Linked DNA regions of Oryctolagus cuniculus: region 2 is linked to region 1. A link is a contact called in public Hi-C data. All regions are on one chromosome and are shown on one strand. The core of a region is the stretch at or near the end of the contact, and the rest is flanking DNA. Distances in the headings are between cores, read along the strand shown. Region 1 overlaps WWOX (WW domain containing oxidoreductase). Region 2 has its middle 11 kb from the start of MAF.

Region 1 (3,794 bases), core at 682-3,181:
GAGGAATACAGGGTATTGTTTCTCATGCGGATTTCTGAGAAAATGCCATCAGGGAACACCATGCCTCTCTTACCAATGTAACGCTAATTTTCAAGCCTGTATCTTAATTTCCATTTTTTACTTCAATAAACTTATACAACCTATGTAAGGCAGATTTTGGAAATTCAGTTGAGATACAAGTTTGTTATGTTCTTGACTGTCAGTGTGTACATCTGTAAAATGGGAACACTAGTAACATCGAATGATATGTTTGAGAGTAGAATGAGGCATTGTATATAAAGTATCTAATAGAGTGGCCAGCTAATAGTAAGGATCTGATAAATATGATATGATATTAAGTATTTTTGTCATTGTCAAATGGAAGAGAAATAAAAGTTTCAATAAGTGAACAAAATGAGATATTGGAAGAAGAAAATTAGATGGTGTGTAAGACAAGGCGAAGAAACTTTTGTGAGTGATTATACATAAAGATCCCAAGACCTATTGGGCAGTTCCTAGCAGTGTGTGCTCAAAGAGCATGTATGAGTGTGTAGTAAATTTGTTCAGCAATGAGAATGATTCTGAATATCACCCCAACTATCACATTTAGAAACACTCCTTGTCTTCTTTCCGGAGCCTTTAATCAGGATTGGCCAACTGCTATAACAAACAGCTCCCAGAACTGAACTTGGTGTCTTTGTTCAAGTAACATCAAGGTAGACATATTCAGCAGCCAGTCTGATGAGCTGTGATTTAGGGACCCAGGCTGATATCTTGGGCTTAGCTGTCCCTCAGAGCCTCCAAGTCTTCTGCAGGATCCTTAAAATCCAGACATGAAACAGAGTAAGAAGAAAAATGAGTCTCCTTGGAGATCTTATAGGCCAAACCAAGGAGCAGTGAGATGACTTCCACCTACTTAGATTGGCCAGATCTCAGTCACATGATGGCACACAGCTACAGAGAGCCTGGGAATCACAGTCTAGTGATACCTTCAAGTGGAAAAGGAAACATTTCAGGAACACATTGCCTCCTCTGTCTTGCTATCTGGTATTGGTGGCTTATTGTTGCTGTGGAGTTGCACAGTCTTAAGTTACACTAGTTTTATTTGGCCTTTTGGAAAAAGTTATTATCCATATTTATCATAGGTGTATCTGTTTGTTAGTATCATTGCTGTATATTAGAAAGAGCCCTGCCTAGGCTAGGAGCCAGAACTCTGCTTCAATTCCAAGCTCGGTGTCCAGCCATTCGTTGCTGTGTGAGTTCAGTTGGTTCACTGAATCCTTGACCCCAAGTTTCTTTGTCATTGGAGTTGAGGAAAGTGTCTACCTTGCCTGCCTCCTTGGGTGTGGATGAAGTGGCAGAATCTGTGACAGCAATTGCTTAACTAAAGAGCCCTTGCTAAAAGGGATGATATTATCTTGGTGATAGCCACCAGAGAATAAGATAACAAAATTAGAGGATTATGTTGCTTAGCTATGCATCACACAGGTATGCGTTTTTGTCTTTAAGTATCAAAGTGTAAAAATAAATAAATGAAAATCAGATTTACAAGGTGGCCCGAGAGGTACCTGCTTATGCTCATTTGACCAAATGCCTGATCTCGATGATTCTCTACAGGCAGTCAGGGAGGGTGCTGGGCAAGGTGGCTGAGGCCCTGTCACCTGATGGCTCTACTTTTCTAGTCTGGGACCTTGGATTTGCTCATCTGGAAAATGGGGAAATCCACCTTCTCGTTGGCACTGTGATAGGGAATGAGTGACACAGAAACATCTGCAGGCCACAAATCACTGTGGGACTGTAAGGGATCTTGGCATATTGAACCTGACCTTCTCATTTGTTTCTGAGGAAACTGAAACTCGGCGTGTCAGAGTGGCCTGCCCATTTTGCACAGGGAGTGAAGGGGAGGGCTGGGTTGGAGCACAAGGATCAGGAAGACCACAGCCTGGCCGGTTTGAACCCATGGCAGGGAGTCTGCATTGTGCCAGCAAGACTGCTCTGTGGAAGCGCTCATCCCAGGGACGACCCATCACCATTTGTAATCTGAGCTTGGATTACATCTGTATTCCCGGAATCTGGGTCAATAAGAGTAGAAGCCAGGCTGAGATTGACAGTGCCTTTCAGAAGAAAGACTGGGGTGGGGGTGGGGGAGCTTTCCTTTCTCTAGCCAAAGGTCAAATGTCAAAAAGCTAATAACAGAAACAAAGGACCCCACAAATGGAAAAAAAAAAAACAAAAACTGGTGATATGAGGGAATAAAAAATAAATTATCATGAATATGCCACTTTTTTTTACATCCTTATGCCCTGGGAGTTATTGGAGAGCCCATGCTCGTGTCCTTAGGCAGAAAGCGTGTTATCATTCATAAGCTTCGGCACATGCTATGTTCCCCTCACCCCCAAGGGAGAAGTTGGCTTTTTTTTCTTAAGAAATTTGCAGCAGTCTTTTCCCTATAGGTTTTTTTAGAAACATATATATTTTTAATTTCTCACCATCTCAGGGGTAAATAAATATATTATAATAAGCTATGGGATGCATAGCAGAGTATAACAATGATAAATGATGTTGTGTGTAATTTTTCTACTATTAACATAAAGTAATATAAACTGAAGGACACTAGTCTATTGAGAGACTTAGAAGCTAATGTTCCATATCAGATGCGGCCAATGTCAGGACTGAATACAGATTAGGCAGTGTCCTTTTCTCCCCAGGGGAATTAAAGTTTGAGACACCACTCACTGCCAGTGGCTTTACGGCATTTTGTTGGGGCCGGTGGTGCCTTTCTTGGTCTATTAATTCAGGAGCCGTAAATGACAATGTGAGCCAAATGCTTTTCCGGTGGGATGCATTTCATTTATGTGTGCTTGTGTCGCCTGTACCTCCTCAATCCATTTTGTCACAATAAGTGTTTTTAAATTGTGCAGATTACCTCCACTTCATTATGGTCCCTGGCATTTGCGTCTTACGTGAGGCCCTTATATAAAATTAGGAAATGTTTGCAACACTGCTTTTCTATGGAAAAGGGGAGGCAACATCAAAAACTTCGTGTGGATTTATTCTTCCTTTGCGATCTCATTTCAGCAGAGTTCACAGCCAGGGTGTGCTTTGCAAGGAGAAAGGAAAACCCAAAGGGAGATGCTTAGAGAAATTCTCTCCCTTTCTCTGTCTTCTGTCTCTCCCACCCCCACCCCAATTTCAACATGTCCTTCCTCTCTCTCTTATTTCATCTTGTCCATCTGGGTTTGCATACTTGGTCAAACATTGGTGGTTGCTGGTTTTCTTTTTTTAAGAACACATAAGCATTTAAGATTTTCTTGTGAAAATGGTATTCTCACTTGGGGAGTGAACCAGTGGATGGAAGACCTCTCTATCTCTTCCTCTCTCTGCAACTTCTGTCTGTCAAATAAGTGAAAGTAAATCTTTTTTTAAAAAAATGATATTCTCACCAGTGATAGTCTGCAAGCTGGAGGTATTTTGTTTTGTTTTAGATGCCATCCTTGGTTTTAGAGCCCAAAGGCTGATTCCAAATCCTTTCTTAGAAATAAGAGGAGGTGGAGAGGGTCACCCAAGACCACACAGCTCTCACATGGCCCAAGTATGAACCCTGAACCCCACTTTCTCTGACACTTTTTTTGCTGTCCTTTCTGCTCCCCATTCTGCCCCTTCTAATGTCTTCCAAAAACACCCAGTAATGGGAATGTGGGAAAATATCAAGGGGGAAATAGATGAGTCACTGGGAGAACAAATCGAAACAGGTATGTTTGTGTTGACTGAAGTTGCCACAGTGGTACCCAACATAAAAATGTAAAATGCTAAAC
Region 2 (3,794 bases), core at 498-2,997, 730 kb after region 1:
AAGGTCACATGGCTGGTGAGTGACACTGTAAATCCAGACATGGCTACGCGGTCTGTACTCCTGCTTCCCTTCAATTACCTATGGTAAGAGGGAGACAGGCAGGAAGTAAATAGCCAAGTAAACATACCATATCCCATCATAAAGTATAATATAGTATCATATAACGTGAAGGTACTTAAAAAGTTCATGGAAATCAGAGTTAAAGGATTAGTTTATGTTGGTTACAAGCACTTTACGTGCACGTCCCTTGAATTAAAAAGTTCACACGACACGTGTATTGCGTAAAAACTATACGTGGTTTCAAAGTTGTTTTGCACAAAAATAAACTTACCTGTTAATTCCATTTTTCCACAAATGTCTTGACGTGCTGTCACGTGGCATATTGTGCGAGATGGGAGTGGAGCATCGTATTGCATCACACCGCAACGTGGCTGGTTGGCAAGCGGGCCCTTCATCTCCATCTCCATTCTGATGCCATCTATCATGGGCACTGCTCAGGGAGGTGTCAGCTGACCGAGTCTCAGTGTGAATCCCTGGATCCAGCAGTCTTGTCCTGCCGTGGCAGCATCGTTATTCTCAAATGCCTACGTTAGCTTCAGCCCCATAAGCAAAGCAAATGATTAAAGGAGGAAGTTGGGGCAAAGAGCAGGAGAGCCAGGATTTCTTGACCTGTGACTGCAGCTCCCAGTGCCAGTAGGAAGCTGCATTGTGTCCCTGGAACTACCGCACTGGACTCCCTCCTTGGGAAGCTCAGAGCAAATCAGTTACAGACAGGTAGAGATAAAGTCAGGTGGCAAATGCAGATTATGAGAGTTTGAACTTGATCTCTTTATTCGCCTTTCTTGATGCTTTCGGGAATTTCTTTAACTCTTTGGACACTGGTATTTGCTCCACGTAAATACGCATTGGTCTGTTGGCAGGCTGCTTGCAAGTGTGACAGTGCACGAGGGAGCAGAGCAACGGAGGGTTTTGTGTTTTATTTAATGATGAAGCATATGCCTGCCTCTTCTTTCTCAAGACGCAGATACGAAGGAACGCAACCCTGAGTTTCCTCACTTCACTCCTGCCTCTCCGTTTGCAGCCCAGTATTCTGGGAGGCATTTAATCAAAGCATAACAGCAATTATTAAAAAAAAAAAAAAAAACCAACGCCCCTGACATCACGTTCCCATCTGTAATCAGAATTGCTAATATCTCCCTCCCTCCACTATCCTGGTGTAATCTCGGTGCGCATTCGGTTCCCTTGAGGTGACTAAGAGTCTAGTCATTAACACAGCATCCACCAGCTTTGTTGGAATTTACCCTCAGAAAGCCCTGTTCCCAGAACTCCCCGAGCAGACAGCAGCTCAGTGCCAGTCTCTCTTGGCCACTGCACAAGTCTGTGCATTTTCTTTGTATTGGAGGAGCTTCTCCAACTCAAGCTCCAACATGACGCTGCTGTCTGTTTCCTATGTCACAGGGGGAAAGGCTCAGTCTGAAGTTACTTGAAAGAAGAATTCGGCTTGTAGAGGCTTGCGTTTGACGCCTGCATTTTTACCTTTTCGGTAGCACTGGAATGATTTGAGAGTACTGATGATGGTGGTGGTGGTGCTGACAATAAGGCTGGTACCAGTTCACAGGGAATGCACGAGCTAGAGGCACGAGACTAATTCCGTGACGAAACAGGGGTTCCAATCCAGAGTTTGAGGCATTCTCTAAACAAACGTTCTAGTTTCTTCAACAAATAAATGATCTACAAAAGGGAGGGGGAGAAGGGAGGACTGTGACAGTTTGAAACAGACCTTGTTCTAGGGAGAAAAGAAGTGGATCTTACTCAGAGTTGTAACGCAGTGGTGGGAGGAGTGGCTAGGAGCGACGGCAGCGGGAGCTGCCCACACCCTGCCTCTCACTTGCCCCTGAGGGCCACGCTGTCTCCCAGCCATGGCGCCTGTGGCTCTGCACTTCTCTCAGCCGCTGCACCCTGGCTAACTTGTGTTGACCTCTGAGCCTCTCCGCCTTCTCTTAGGAGACCTTGGAGTGCTTCTCCCTACTCCACCCTGCTGGTGAATCTCCACTGTGTTCCCAGGCCCTCAGACACGGCATGTGTGACTTCCAGTGCAATTATGTGCACACTTTCAGTTTTTCAGAACATTTTGTAGAGTCACACGCATGTGTAATGAATAATACAGACAAATCCTGTGTACCCTTCACCAGCCTCTCTCAAGGCTGACGTCTTGCATCACAAGGGTGTGATAGCACAACCAGGAAACTGATATTGTTAGAATCCACTCACTTTATACAGGTCCCAGTAGTCTTACCTTCACTTATGTGTGTGTGCGTATTTCATCCCACGTAATCTTATCACACCTGTGAATTCCTACGACCGCCACAATCAGGATACAGAGCATCTCCACCAGAAAGGTTTCGTGTGAAATCCTTGCGATTGTCTTTTTGCCGGTTGATTTTTCTCAGGATTCTGGGAGTGTCTTGAAGCAGGGGCCTTCTGTCTCATCTCTGTGTCCTGGTTCAAGCTAACGCAGTCCCGCGCCTGGCTCCTGGGTGGCCCTTTCCGAATGGCCGTGGAAGGGATTCAGATTCTATCACAGAGAGAGAGAGCAGGACATCCAGAAGATTTTCTACAACGGTTTTGGTGAGGAGGGAGAGAAAAGCATCTTGAGACACAGAGAAAATACAATTTTCCAGGAACTTTTCTTCTGCGTAGGATTGTGACGCCCCAGAGGTCATGGTGGCTTTGTGGTTCCTTAAAATATCACCTGCTCATGTGATCCAAACAGAAACCTGTTTACAGAGAGCAAAGGTTTCTGGGCAAGATCAGGCATGGACACCAGACGTCGATGTGATGGCCTCAGTTTGGTTCCTTTGCATCATTTGTCTGTAAATATGGGTCCTTGGAAGTGAATGCATTTGAGAATCCTGGACTCATCACCAGCTTTTGTGGCCTGAGGCCTCACCCGCAACAGGAGTGAGCCTCTCTTGGTGAGGCTCCTGTTGGGGAGAGTCACGTGGGCAAGGAATTGGGATTTCTCTTCTCCAGACCGTGTCGTGAAAGTCCAGGAGGGAGGAAGGGTCCCTTAACCCCACTCTGGAGTTTCATCCTGCGAATGGTAGAATTTTCAGAAACATTTCTTAAAGTAGCAATGATTTTCAGGGCCGGTGCTGTGCCTCACTTGGCTAATGCTCCGCCTGCAACGCCGGCATCCCATATGGGCACCAGTCCTAGTCCAGGTTGCTCCTCTTCTAGTCCAGTTCTCTGCTGTGGCCCGGGAGGGCAGTGGACGATGGCCTGGGTGCTTGGGCTCCTGCACCCACATGGGAGACCAGGGAGAAGCACCTGGCTCCTGGCTTCAGATCGGTGCAGCACTGGCCGTAGCAGCCATTTGGGGAGTGAACCAACAGAAGGAGGACCTTTCTCTCTGTCTCTCTCTCACTGTCTATAACTCTACCTGTCAAAAAAAATTAAAAATTTTAAAAAAAGTAGCAATGATTTTCAAAGCAGCCCTTGTGCCTCATTGATGCATGAAGCCACCCATGATTGCAAAATTCTTGTCTAGGTAGATTTTACCAGAAAACTCTTATGTCATGCAACCAGACGTTGGGGGAAAGAGAAGGCACACTATCCCAAAGGCAGGGCAGGACTGCGGATACAGGGACAACTGCCAGGGCTTAGAAGTGTGCTCATGCTGCTCTCTTGCGGGTATGGAGAGTGAGACGTGGTGGAGAGTGTGAGGAATGGTGTCAGAGCTGTGGCAGGACACTGAGCTGTGTTTGGAAGTTCCCCGCGATAAAGTTGCCAGG

Evidence for each region. Hi-C and Micro-C count contacts between places; a contact is called where the count stands out from the background.
Region 2: a Hi-C map of an unstated tissue shows a contact between it and region 1, with 2.0 times the contacts expected there. The contact joins two enhancer-like sites. A contact is called at or near these places in 2 of 6 Hi-C or Micro-C datasets (psoas muscle and an unstated tissue).

What each region holds. Positions count from the first base shown.
Region 1 is chr18:61,096,415-61,100,208 of mOryCun1.1, forward strand. The region is part of intron 8 of WWOX (WW domain containing oxidoreductase); the gene reads left to right. Among named protein-coding and RNA genes, the nearest start is that of WWOX, 650 kb to the left of the region's middle. Within about 2 kb of position 1,932, at least 1 of the 8 cell types and tissues checked has an H3K27ac peak or open chromatin away from gene starts, as enhancers often do.
Region 2 is chr18:61,822,219-61,826,012 of mOryCun1.1, forward strand. No RefSeq gene overlaps it. Among named protein-coding and RNA genes, the nearest start is that of MAF, 11 kb to the left of the region's middle. Within about 2 kb of position 1,748, at least 1 of the 8 cell types and tissues checked has an H3K27ac peak or open chromatin away from gene starts, as enhancers often do.